Linked DNA regions of Gossypium hirsutum: region 1 is linked to region 2. The links are chromatin contacts, called in public Hi-C maps. All regions are on one chromosome and are shown on one strand. Each heading gives the region's core, a stretch centred on a gene start, on an enhancer-like site or on the middle of the called end of the contact. The rest is flanking DNA. Distances are from core to core; before and after follow the strand shown. Region 1 holds the start of LOC107921469 (polyadenylate-binding protein-interacting protein 5). Region 2 holds the start of LOC107921066 (endo-1,4-beta-xylanase 5).

Region 1 (7,082 bases), core at 2,174-4,673, 250 kb before region 2:
TCTAATGGGTATTTATAGTCCATAAAAACCCCAACTCAAGTTAGTATCTAAAACATAAAATAAAAAATTAAATTAATATTGTATTTATCACTTTTAAATTTAAATTTATTTCAAATTTTATCACTTTAAATCAATGTTTTAAATCAGATTTTACAACGCAAAATCAGTACTTTATTTCAAATTTGTCACTTCGAGTCTAAATTTTAAATCAATTTATATTATGATAAATATCATTATTTTAAATTAATTTTACATAAAGAAATGGAAAGAGAAGAAGAAATCAATTAATTTAATTTAACATATTTAATTTTTCGATTATTACTTATTTGGTTTTCCATTTATAAAAAGAAAATAAATTAAGTACAAATATTTTCTGTGTTAGTCAAGAGTGCTCTCTCTCAATGTCCTAGAGAAACAGTGTTTGCTGTGGTTGGGTTGAAGGAGGGTGGTGACTTTATCGAAATCGAAAAGAGGAGAGATGAGATATCCCTTCTAGAGGAAGAGTTGGTTCAGTTAACACTGAAGAGTTCACAAGTTGTCCCTAATGAGAACCCAACATTGATATGCTCTTTTTGGACGCAAAAGTCTTACAATCCAGATAGTTTTCGGGCACAATTGAAGAGCATTTGGAAACCGAAGAAGAAATTTGAGATTCAAGTGGCGGGGCAGAGCTTTTTTTTTTTATCTCGTTTGAATGCGAAGATGATTTGGAGATGATTATGGAGGGTCGCCCTTGGCCTTTTAGGAGAGTTATTTTTTTTTATCGTCTAAGAAACCCTATAGATCGATCAAAATCAGGCTTGTCCTTTCCCCTTTTTGGTTAAAAATCAATCCTTGCTCGCCAAAATTTGATAAAAAAGGATCTCTTACATGCGATTGGATCGGCTTTTGGCGGCGTAATAAGGTTAGAAATTAAATGGGAGTTTTGTCAACTTTGGGCCCAATTGGATGCGCAGAAGCCTGTACGTCGGGGTATATTTATTTCAACGGATGGGAATGTAAGGGTTTAGATCTCCTTTTAAGTACGAAAATTTGGTGACCTTATGTTTTGGTTGTGGGAGAATGAGACATTGGGTACAAGAATGTGATTTGATCCCGTTGGGGGAAAGGGAGGAAGTGAGCTAAGATTTCCCGTATTCAGTTGCGCTAAGGGCTGAAACTTCGTTGCTTGGAAAGGAAAGTTTGCAATTCAATTTTTCCACTAAAAATAAATGTGAGTGCTTTTAAATAGGGAATATTGAGCTATCGAAGATAGGTGAAGGAGGTGAAGGTGGAGGAAACCCTACGGTACAGTTTCCGGCGACGGTTCACCATTCAGTTGACGATAGGGCTTTGGGAGAGTTTTTTACCAAATATAGTTACTGATAATTTGAGGCGCGATTTGGGGGATTCTAATATGGTTTCCTCACCATTGATTGAGGGAATTAGCACTAAATTGAGGGATTCTTTTGAGTCAATTGTAGCAGATGTAGGGATGGACTTTGAAATTGGGGAAGGTCAGCTTGGAAAATCAGGCTATATGGATGGTAAAAGTGAGAATGCAAAGAAAGTTCGGTGGAAGAGGATAGCATGGGGGTGATGGCTACACAATGAGAGGAAGTGAATGATGGGAAAAAAGGGGAGTTAGGTTCGAATAAGGACAATGAAAATGATGAATTTCTGCCTGATGGGGAAGGTAACAAAAAATTAAAATTCAGGAATGAAGAACCTGTAGTGTCGATGCTTCCGGATGCTGAAAGGACTACTTTAGAGTATCATTCTACTCTATTTATAATTGGACCGAGGCCTGCTCCGAGGCAAGCTGACTGAGCACAATAAAAACTTTATGTTGGAATGTTTGTGGACTGGGGAATCCAAGGACGATTAGAAGGCTTCGACACGTGAGAAACAGATGGCAACAATTAGAAGCAGATGAGGGTTCGTTAATGGGATTGATGTATCGGTAGTAGGTACTCATGGAGGATTATGCCTGGCATGAAAGGATTCGATCGTAATTACTCTACGTAGTTTCTCAAAAAACCATGTGGATGTAGTGGTCAAAGAAGCGGATGAAGCTTGGGAATTGAGGTTCACTGGGTTCTATGGGGCTCCGTGTGCAAGTAATAGAGAAGATTCGTGGAACATCCTCAAAAGTTTAGGGAGGAATCATGAGCTCCAATGGCTTGTTTGTGGGGATTTTCATGAGATAATTTTTTTTTTGAGAAAATTAGGGGTGCTCCCAAAAATGAATGACGAATGGAGTTGTTCAACAATGTTCTAGATGAATGCTGCTTAAGAGATGTCGGGTATGCAGGTTTATGGTTTAATTGGGAAAGAGGAAACCTTCCAGAAACAAACATTCGGGAAAGGTTAGATAAATAAGTGGCTACGAATGATTGATTGTGTATGTTTCTGAGTGCAAAAATTAAACATTTACCCCATTCTTTTTTCGATCACTGCACGGGAAAAGAACGAATGGAAAGTGAATAAATTTTGGTTAGAAGCCTGGTGGACGTTTGAGGCTTCGTTTGAAGAAGAGGTAAGAAGGATTTGGGGAATATCCTGGATAAGTTGAGCTGTGTACAAGTCATTCCTAGGAGCAATAATACTTTTTTGTATACGAGTCATTCCTAGGAGTTTGGTGTCCTTGACTCCATTTAATAATAACAAAGTAGAATTGTATAACGATAGTACTAGAAGAACGGAAGAATACGTATCAAAAAAAGGTTACTCTGGTTTCATAAATGATAATAATTTTGCTAGCCCAGATTACCCAGCTTAATACCCTAATACTGCTAGGAGTAAAAGGATTTACCACTCTTAGTGATAAAACAGACGAATTAGCTTATAGAATACAAAGCTTAGAATTAAAAGTAAAAACTAAATTAGAAATCTTAGAAAAGAAAATAGAAGGGATAAAACATATCATTGATAGGGAGGATCAATAACACCAGCGCTAAACTAGAAGCAATCTATAACGACGTCTTAGCTATTAAGAATAAACTTCCATCCACTAAAGTCTCTAGAAATAAAAGTTGATAGACAATTAATAATTAGAGACTTAATAGCAAAAGATAGTAGAAGCTGTATAACAGATTGGATAAACCAAATAGGATCTAATTTAAAAGATACAGGTGTAACAGCGGTACGATCCATAGAAAGTAGAATTTATCCACAGAAAGGGTTAATAATAGACCCAAATTAAAGAATAATAGAAGATAAGGATGTTTAAGCCATTCAGTGGTTCGAGCGTCACCCTTAAGGGATCCAGCTCTAATGGCCATGACAATAATAATGAAAATAAAAGTATTTTTAGTAAAATCTTTAATACAAGAAAAGATATGGATAAAGTAGAAATATCAGAAACAATAGATATCGATAAAGATATAGAAAACTTTAAACAACATAATCACAAGTTGCTTAAACCATAAATATTATATGAACATTCTAAGTTTATAACAAGAACAAGATTAATAAAGAATGACTAAAGGTTATGGGAATATGGAAGGAGAAAATTTAGTAATAACATTAGCACTGCCAATACACCCCTAATCGGTGGGCCCCACCTAATACATCTTTAGTCCTTCGTTTGGTTGAATGTGCTTCTAATACCCGTGTAATACAATACAGATCTAATCGGTGAAAACCACCGATTTGTAATACAGCCCTTTTGCTCAGATTAGGTGCTGCGTCCAAATCCCTCCCTGTTTTACCCTCCCAATTGGCTTCCCCATTCCGTCGCCTCTTCCTTCATTCTACCTTCGCCTCCCGATTGGCTTCCCCATTCCTTCGCCTCTTCCTCTGTCTCTCAACCTCTTCTTTTCTTTTCTTTACAACCAGTCACTCTTTCGTTTTGCCTTCTCAACCAGTCGACCTTTTTCTTTTCTTTTTCTCTGTGTCACTCCTTCGATTGCTCTCAATTGATGGGTTTCCAGGTTACTGCTACTGAAAGGTAAAGGTTTCTAACTCTCTTTTGCTCTCAATTATCCTGTAATTGTTCTAACTCTCTTCTTCTCTCTGTACTGAGTTTTAATGGCTGTCTTGTTAGTGTCTTCTTCATTGCACTTTCAGGGCCTGATCATATAAACTTCATCGAAACACGGAATCTTTTGTTTCTTCTTCTCTTTTGCTGGAGTTTTTGCTTTAATTTTCGGTAAAAATTTCTTACTAATCTTTGATTTTGGTTGTTTTCTCATTGGTTGATCTTTACGGCCCTCATGGAATCAAAGACCTGAAAGTTTAAAGGGAATTTTCCTTACTTTCTTGATAAAATTCAATTTAAAACATTCCAATAATTTTTTCCACCTTGTGATTGGTAATTTTCCACTTCTTAATTCTTTTTGAATAATTGAGTTATCTACTTCATTATTAGATGATTATTGTTATGATTATTTGAAGAACAACAACTTGTGTACATGGAGTTTATTTTGTTCTAATTGCGTGACAGGTTTTCGATGCTTAGTTGCATGTTAAACAGAAATCCAGAATGATCCTATCAATGCAAGAAAAGTCACAGTTTATTCCAATTTACAATCATTTTTTTCTTTTTCTATGTGTGTTTTTATCTTGTTAGGATTAGAGTTGCTCATATTCATTTTCGTTCAGTATGTTGTTTTTGCTATTAGATTTTCATTTTTCTGGATTGTTCTTTTAAAAAATGAATGATTTTGCCTAGTAATATAATTTAATTTGTGTTTTTATGTTATGGGGGGCTAAAATGATTAGTATTCTTCTCCAGCAAAGAGAATGAAGCCAGAGGTTTCTTCGTTGAATCCCTGTGCAACATCATACGTACCACTTGCCAAAAGGGAGGGTTCCATAGCTAAAGATATTAAGGCTGGAAATGAGTCTGCTTGGTTTGATCCTTCCTCACGTAGCAATGCTTCACTTGAATCTGCAATCCCTGGCATTGGAAACCACCTGGTTGCACTGAAAAGCGACCCTGGTCATGGTTCTTTGATGCAAAATTAGGGTGAAATGAGTGGCGAGCAGATTATGGATGAGGAATTCGACATGGATTTGGAGTATCTTCGCATGATGTTCCCCGGTTTGTCCAATGACTCTGTTCTGGATGTCTACATGGCTAATAATGGAGACTTAGAAGCCACTATTGACATGCTGAACCAACTTGAGGTAAATTTTGCCTATCTTTATTTTATAATTTATATAACTTGATTGTCTGAGTGGTCTTGCTGGATTCGTTTTCTATATTATTTTCATCTCGAATGTTTCCTATATTATTAGCTCCTCTTGCTGTTCCATCCTGCAGATTTCCAAGTGTCCCTCTATGAAAGTGCTAGTAGTGAAGAAATTGAATTTATGAATAATTTTCTGATGTTGTTGGTAACATATTTCACTTGTTTTTAACTGTATGACATCAAAGAGTTAAGGATGTTAGTCTGCATTCAGGCCTATTTCAGCATAACCATGGTTTTTCTTCATTTGTTTTAATCCTCCCTGTGCAAATGATAGAGATTTTTCCACCTGTTTTTGTCTCCCACCTTTTGAACTTTCATATGATTTTATACATTGATTTATGTCAATGATTTCCCCACATATTTTGTTCTTATGGATCGTATACCTTCAGATGCTTTTATTGTTTTTATTCACCTCACTTTCAGTTGAATATATTATAACTGAGGGTTGTGTAGTGTTATCTTGTTCATATAAATTTGTTTGGAAATTTACCTATTCTATAATGCCATTAATAATGTATGCTAATTTGAATATTGGGGATAGGATGTTTTCCTCATGCTGCTTGCTTCTTGTTTACTCATTGTACGGCAAGTTCTTTCTTTGGTTTCATTGGAAGTGATTTCTGGAGTATTTGTGATTTTGATTCTTGAATTAGTTTATGGTTGGGATTAAAAAATGCACCTTTTTGCCCTTATTTCGGTATTCATGTACATTGGATAGTTCTCTTTGTTAGATGTACACTGTTGAGTCATCTGACACTCTTCCCGACACATTGGATATCGGTGATATCTCTGAATCTATCTCTTCAGCAAACTGTGGTACTCTTAAACTGAAGAATGTGGCAGGTGAAACCGGCGCGTCTTCATCAGGCTCTACAGAATCAGCTGTTACCTCCTGACTGACATAATCAAAGGGGTTTCAGTGTTTCTAGTTTCAGTTGTATCTCTCAGTGGATAAGAAGTGTACACAAGTAGGGTTCTTCTTCAAGGTTGAGAAATGTAGTACTTTGCTTTTAACACTTGAAGGGTTTAACATTGGATGTGTAGTTGTATGCTGTAACATTTGTTTGGTCGCTCAACTTTTTCTACATTTGTTTGGCGATGGAAGAGTATTTGTTTTGTTTATGCCTTTGCTGGGGGTTCATTTTCTCTATATAATATAATAACTTATATTAGAAGTAAAATTGTATTTTGCTTTCTACTAAAAGAATGGGCAAATTAATTCGTGTACGTAAGATCAAAGAGCAAACTAATTTTTTTGTTAAAAATTTCATCCATTTTTATAGTTAAAACCGGTCTTTATATGTCGGCATGAGGTACACGTGGTACATTACATGTAATTGTCTGATTATTTTTATTGTTAACAATTGATCTTTTTACATAGTTTGTGATATATGCACAAATGAGGTGAAATTTATTAAATTTTATTCACCGAATTTATCAATTTTCAAATTTGGAAAATCAGTCGACTTGCAACGACTTTTTGGATAGGATCAAATATTCTTGGATTGAGATATTTTCATAGCGTTTGGAGATCTCTTAATATAAGAATATTAATTGTTAAGAATTTTATTAAATTATATATTTTAATTATAATATATTTAATAATAATTATGTTTAAATATGATTAAAATATTTATTATTGATATTAATAATCTTATTAAAATTTAAATAACAATAACAATAATAATTTACCAAAACAAATTTCTGCTAATTATTAAGAATTTTATTAAATTATATATTTTAATTAAAATATATTTAAAAATAATTATTTTTAAATATGATTAAATTATTTATTATTGATAATAATAATCTTATTAAAATTTAAATAATAATAACAATAATCATTTACCAAAACAAATTTATGCTAAGGGTATTCTAGTCATTTTAGTTTTTTCCATTATGTTA
Region 2 (7,162 bases), core at 1,644-4,143:
TTTACGTAATTCAATAAGTTTCCGACTTTTGGAAGCAAAAAAAGGAATGTTTTGCCCTCAATTAATATTGTGATTAGACAGCTTTTGTTGCTTTAATGGATGTTTGGGTTAAATGCATTGCGATCAATAAATAGATGAAACATGCATCATATTAATTCCTTAATGCTGTCATTGATTAGTTATAACAATGTAAAATCTTAGAATGATTGAAAGTGAGTGTTGGTTGCAAAGTAGGTGAACTAATATTGCAAATGGACAATGTAGATGAGGTCATTGCAAGGTTGGCCAATTTGGATAGCTTGATAGGGACTAGTTTTCACTTGGATGATAATGATGTCTAATAAGATCTATATTCCATGTGCATTGGTTTCAAACAGGAAAGCAGGAACTCCTAGGCCACTTTGGAATGCAGCATCTCAGATCTTGATGGCGGTTGGGCTCCTTCTAATGGCATTGGCATTGCCTGGTTGCCTTTACATTGGTTCAATTGTTGTTGGCATGTGTTACGGAGTCCGTCTAGCAGTGACTGTCCCGGTTGCCTCGGAACTATTCGGTCTCAAATACTACGGTCTGCTCTACAACATTTTAATCCTCAATCTTCCCATAGGTTCTTTCCTGTTTTCTGGCCTGCTTGCTGGCTACCTATATGATGCACAAGCTACTCCAACACCAGGAGGTGGGAATACCTGTGTGGGAGCCCATTGTTACGGTCTCGTGTTTATCATAATGGCTATGGCCTCCCTTATTGGATTTGGGTTGGATGTTTTGCTGGCAATTAGAACCAAGAACATTTATACCCAGATATTCAACAGTCGGAAACCAAAGAAGTCTTTGGCGGCATCTAATGGCCAATGATAGACAATTCTGCAGAAAAGGTAAGGCTGGAATTGTAGGATTGATGAGCTCTTTGCTCAGTGATATCCTGCATACACCATTAGCCATTGGCTGGTTCATCATTTTATAAGGTGATCAGTGATTCTAGAACACCACTAGTACTGTATTAATAGTATGATTGTATGATTTTTCTCTCGAAAGAAAACGTGTAATAGTAATAAATTGTTAGAATTTTGTTCAATTCTTGTTAAGATAGCAACATATGGCATATGCCTTCATTGATCTATTGGTAGGCATGTCATTTGGTTAAATGCATTTACTACGATTATCAAGATATATATTAATGTTCTTGGTTCAAATAATTATAAAACTTACAATCTTGCAGCTATTTGGGTTTGCCCATGATAAAAAATGGTTCATTTGGCCCGGTCTGGTCTAAGAAAATAAGGGAGGAATCTCTGAAAGTCTTGTTTGTGTTTTTGGGTCACATGAGTCGAGTTTGTCTTCGGTATCTAATTGATCGACAGATTAAAGCCTCTGGGCTCAAAAATATGGTTTTAGAGGCCCACATTTTGACACTATCTTGATTTGAACAACATCCTTCTAATTAGAGGTGAACAAAATTTGATTCGATAAAAAAATCGAAAAAAATTAAATTTTGAGTTAATCGAAATGAATTATTTGAGTCAGCTTGAATAAGAAATTTCTGACTTTGAGTTCGAGTCGAGTTGAATTTTTACAATTCAAATAACTCGAATAATTCGAATAACAGATTAATTTAAATACCATTTTGGTCCCTATCAAATTTGAAAATGAGCAAATTGGTCTCTTTTAACAAAAATTGCAAAAAAATTTTAAAATTATTTTAAAATTTAATTTTTTTAAAGAAATCTAGAAAATATATAAAAAGTTGAAATTTTAAAAATTTTATAAAATAATAATTTTGGAATGATTAATGATTCAAGTTTATCGTATTAAAATATTTTATTATTATGCTTTAAACAAGTTTGCAAATATATATAGTTTTAAATTTATATACTCTAACATGGAAATAATTATATTGTAACAAGATTTTAATTTGACAATATTAATTTTTCTAATTTAACTCAAACAATCTCACTCGATTCAACTGAACGCTCGCGGTTAATTCAAGTTATTAAAAAATCCAAATAAAAAAAAGACAAAACTACATTGTTTTGATAAATATTTACCTTATCTAAAGTTAAAAAGTCAAAATTATCAAGTTAAAAGAAAAATTACTTTGATAAATTATTTTCCTTCCCAAATTGTCCTACCCTCCCTACAGTGATACTAGAATTGCAGTGAAAATGAAAATGTCTTCACCTTTTCCTTCAATGCCCAACAGGTTCCACATCCATGGAGGAACCGAGGGATTGGGCATTCAATGTGATTTGACTTTTAAAGCATGTGAATGCATGGTCCCAATATCATGCACGCTTCACGCGTGCAAGTTCTAGCCATGAATGAAGCACCCCTGGAATCAAACTGGTCTGACAATGGAGGACTAGACTTTAATCTAAAGCAGACTTCACCTATTTCCAACCCACTTCCCATTAATTACCCATCTTCAATCCTTGTACAGCTTGTGCTTTTTTTTTTCCAATCTCCATGATCAAAACAAAAACTAAGCTATCCCCCAATCACTAATTTCGGAATCTCTCAGTATTAGCAACAGTGCTTGGTTACACTGGTCACCTAATCCTCGAACGTCCATTATATAAATTTCTTCTTTTACACTTCTCAAAGCAGCCCAAGTTGGTCGCCAAAAGCAACCGAAGTTCTAATAATATTGTTTAAACGAACATTGTTTCAGTTTGCTGACAAAAACCAGAGTTTGGCACACAACCAAATCTTAGATTAAAAAAACACTTAACTTGGACTCATCACTTAGTCCTTAGCAACAAGCCAACTCTCCATTAAAGCTAAAGTGACTAATATTAAGGGTGGATAGAAAATAAATAAATTTCCCACTTATATAACGTTGAGTCTAAGCCTGTATAACCATAAATGGACATTTAGCAGCAAAGACAAGTTTATTTGAAGTTCACATCAAATGAAACCCTTAAGTAAAACATGTGAGCAAGGCACGGGTGCTCATAGGCCTGTCACTGTTCCCTTGTGATCCCCACCACAAACCTTAATTAGGTACACTCCCCCTCTTTCTCCTGATATCCGAAATCATTTCATATTTTTTTTCTGTATGGTATATAATGTAAGCTTCAGCATTTGTTCAATTCAATAGCAGTTTGTTCAAAACAGGAACATGAAACATTCTCTTGTTTTTGGTGGCTTCTGGGCTTTCTTCATTCTTCTTAGTGGTTCCTTGGTTGCTTCATATGGTTCTCTCTCCCTTTCTACATTTGGTTTGACTGTTCAAAACATTCTAATGGGTTTTCAGAAAACTTAAGTGGGTTCTTTTTCTTTTTATTGCTGCAGATGGGCCTTTATATGATTTTACTGCTTACACAGAGGTAAAACAGTTTGAGAATAGATCATTTATCTATTGACTATATTATGAATATGTAGTCTGAAGTTATTTGATTCACCGCAATGTCCATGACAATTGTTGATGATGTTGTTGGTTTGCAGTGTAAAGCACAGCCAGAGGAGCCACTGTACCAAGGAGGGATTCTGAAAGATGAGACGCCCATTATGAGACCTGCCATTTTTGGCAAAACTGCAACTGGTTTTTACACTCCAGCTTTTCTCTTGAAGAATCTCACCGTGGGCAATTTTTACTGTTTCTCCAGTTAAGTTCTCCATCCATATGAATTTCGGATACAAATATTAAAACACAAATACTTTAAAAAAAGAATAAACAAGTTCATCGACATAGGTGAACCCTTAATGTACCTGTTACTTACTGGCATGTCACACTGTATCGCCCGTGGCCCAACAAGTGGCAATGTTTAAGGTTTGGATTTGTCACATAAAGTGGCAACCGACATATGCAAATGCTAGATATGGCCCCAGTTCAGGAACATCCCCCTATTGTAGAGGCAATTGACATTTTAACATAGACAAAAACTTCTACTGTGAATATCAGACAAATTGTATTTTGAAACATTACAGGATTGGCTTACTCTGTTTGGTGCAATTACAGCTTGGATCAAAATACAAGGTGCAAATTCAGCTCTCATTAGGGCAAGCTTGAAGACAGAAAACAGAACATATAATTGTATAGGGACTGTTTTGGCTAAGAATGGTTGCTGGTCATTTCTCAAAGGTGGATTTGTTCTTGATTCACCTTCAAATTTAGCTTTACTGCTATTCCAGGTGAACCTTTTGTTTTGCTTCTAAAAAAGATTGAGCATTAGATCATGAATGCTGTCATTGATTTTTGCTTCTAAAAACCTTTTTTTTTCTAATGTCCTGGATATACAGAACTCAGATGATAAAGACATTGATATAACAATTGATAGTTCCTCGTTACAGTCATTTACTGATCAAGAATGGAGGTTCAACCAGCAATTCATGATTAACACTGTAATTACTGTTGACACACTTTGTGAAATGATATTTCAATAATGGTAATGTCCAATATCTTAACAAAATTACTTACTGTCTATTTTTTCCCCAGCAAAGGAAGCGTGCTGTAACAATACATGTCTCAGATCAACAAGGTAATAGGTTGCAAGGAGCAGCAATAACTATAAACCAAGTCTCAAAGGATTTTCCATTTGGTTCTGCAATAGCACACACCATTCTTGGGAATTTGCCCTATCAGGTATGTGTTCATATTCATTTCTTAATACATGTCGGACAATGTTAGCTAATTGATCTTGTTTTCTTTTGTCTTCCAGAACTGGTTTGTTGAACGATTCAATGCAGCAGTGTTTGAAAATGAACTGAAATGGTATGCAACAGAACCAGATCAAGGGAAGACCAACTACACCTTAGCTGACCAAATGTTGGAGTTTGTTAGAGCCCACCAAATAATAGCCAGAGGCCACAACATATTCTGGGAAGACCCCAAGTACACGCCTGCATGGGTTCGGAACCTTACAGGCCCTGACCTACAATCAGCAGTTAATTCCAGGATACAGAGCTTAATGAGCAAATACAAAGAAGAATTCATACACTGGGATGTCAGTAATGAGATGCTCCACTTTGATTTTTACGAGCAACGACTTGGACCTGATGCAACCTTGCATTTCTACGAGACTGCACATCAATCGGACCCTTTAGCAACCCTGTTCATGAATGAATTTAATGTTGTGGAAACCTGCAGTGATGTTAAATCAACAGTTGACACTTACATTGAAAGGATAAGAGAGCTTGAAAGCGGTGGCATGTACATGGATGGAATTGGGTTGGAAAGTCATTTTACAGTGCCAAACCTTCCTCTAATGCGAGCCGTGATAGACAAATTGGCTACCCTCAGACTCCCCATATGGCTAACAGAGGTAGATATTAGCAGTTCGGTTGGTAAAGAATTACAGGGGGTGTACCTAGAACAGGTACTAAGAGAAGGGTTTTCACACCCTTCAGTGAATGGGATAATGCTGTGGACGGCTCTCCATCCAAAAGGGTGTTACGAAATGTGTTTAACTGATGGGAATTTTAAGAATCTCCCAGCGGGTGATGTGGTTGACAAGCTGCTGAAAGAATGGGAAAGCGGGGAGATGAAGGGGGTAACAGGTGAGCATGGTTCATACAGCTTTTATGGATTCTTAGGCGAATACAAGGTCAATGTTGGATATGGAGACAGGGCTGCAAATTTTACTTTCTCACTCCCCCCTAGCGGTGAAACTAAACACTTCAGCATTCATTTGTAACACCCATGATTCTTGTATATGGAAATTTTAAATTAGATTTTAAACAGTACTCAAGAGTACAAACACATGTTTTGATTTGAAGTTTAAATACTAAAACCTAAGGTTACCTCGGGCTATGGACGAGTTGTCACCCCTATCCAATGGATATTGGGCTCAAGCTGTTTGGTTCAGCCGCAATGCCGTAGGGACAAATAAATAGTTACGTGGCTTCAATGAGTTCAATCAGCAAGCCACTGAAACAGAATATGTTGTCCAAGCAAAGCCATCGGCAGGCAGCTTCAATCACACATTGCTTTGTGCTTACTCTTCAAAATCACACCATCACCGTTCACATTAAAAGCAGATCCATCCCATGTCATTTAAACAGTCTTGGGATGTTGATTGGCAAGTATTACCACTTCCTTTAATCGCGTTGCATCATGAGTAAAAATATCAGTATTGTTCTCTCTCAACGTCTAAACACCCCTCAAGACTTTCCCACTTTAAGGTTCGCCAAATTCAAACCTATGACCTCCTAAATATGAAGTCATTGTTGCAACTTTGGTACCATTTCATCAAACTAACACCAAAATGATATTATGATTGTAAAAGGAAAGCCTAAAACCAACCTTCCACAAAACCTTAAGAAGTAAAATATCCTAGATTTTGTCACACTTATAATATAGGTGAAAATAATTATATAAAGTTCAAACTTAAAAGTGTATGTTTTGTGTCTTGGGTTCAAATTTTGTACCCATCATAAGCATATAAATTTTTTTCTTCTGAATTTTATATAAAAAGACAAAAATATCCTTCAATTAATATTTATTACTTTATTAAGACCGGAATCTTTTGCTTATTTAACAATAGAGTTGGGATCTAGTTCTACGTGACATCAACCCCTATCAAAATCTTTATATATAGTATAAATATAAATAGAGAAAATATTTTGTGCACCGCCCAGTAGAGTTTTTAAACTCTACAAGCAAGACCAAGTTGACAAGTGTCCTATAGAGTATAATAAAATATTAAAAAATAAATATTTAAAAAAAAGATATGCATGCTAATTTTTTAAGGTTGCTTGTGGAATAAAACAAAAGTATATTGTCAATGTACCAAATACTAACCCATATATATATAATTAATGAAAATTTGAATCATAATATTTTTTAAAAGGAAAATTCATTAATTCATTTTATTAATGGGACCATACTATTCGAGAAAAAAAACAGTCATCGTAGGCAGTGAAGGACAATTCATCAACAAACAAAAGTTTCAACTCAACATCAATTAACTTTGTCACAACTCAAACACGATGTATCAAGAGTGATTGCAAGCATTTAACAAGATAAGGAAATCAATCTTGACTAATCCAAAGTGGTGGGAAAAAAATCAGCAAAAGAACTTATCATCCACCAATTTGGAGAGGACAGCTATAAAATCAACCCCAAAATCACTAGCAAAAGACTTCATGCATAAGTAAGACAAAAAAAAAAACTTGTCCAAGACAAGACAAAAATTTCTAAAAATGAAGACTTATTAAAGAATAA

The links. Hi-C and Micro-C count contacts between places; a contact is called where the count stands out from the background.
Region 1: a contact with region 2 is called in a Hi-C map of leaf, with 2.3 times the contacts expected there. The contact joins the promoter of LOC107921469 here to the promoter of LOC107921066 in region 2. A contact is called at or near these places in 5 of 34 Hi-C or Micro-C datasets (all in leaf).

The regions. Positions count from the first base shown.
Region 1 is chrD01:55,008,374-55,015,455 of Gossypium_hirsutum_v2.1, reverse strand. It overlaps LOC107921469 (polyadenylate-binding protein-interacting protein 5), which reads left to right and starts at 3,423. Exons shown (of 4, transcript XM_041087453.1): 1 at 3,423-3,931; 2 at 4,051-4,132; 3 at 4,718-5,112; 4 at 5,909-6,299. The coding sequence starts at 4,957. The coding sequence ends at 6,073.
Region 2 is chrD01:54,756,173-54,763,334 of Gossypium_hirsutum_v2.1, reverse strand. LOC107921066 (endo-1,4-beta-xylanase 5) reads left to right here and starts at 2,893. Exons shown (of 8, transcript XM_016850918.2): 1 at 2,893-3,000; 2 at 3,115-3,194; 3 at 3,292-3,326; 4 at 3,445-3,604; 5 at 3,959-4,131; 6 at 4,240-4,341; 7 at 4,436-4,582; 8 at 4,659-5,749. The coding sequence starts at 3,119. The coding sequence ends at 5,633. LOC107922493 (protein NUCLEAR FUSION DEFECTIVE 4) reads left to right here. Exons shown (of 2, transcript XM_016852562.2): 2 at 378-1,120. The coding sequence ends at 855.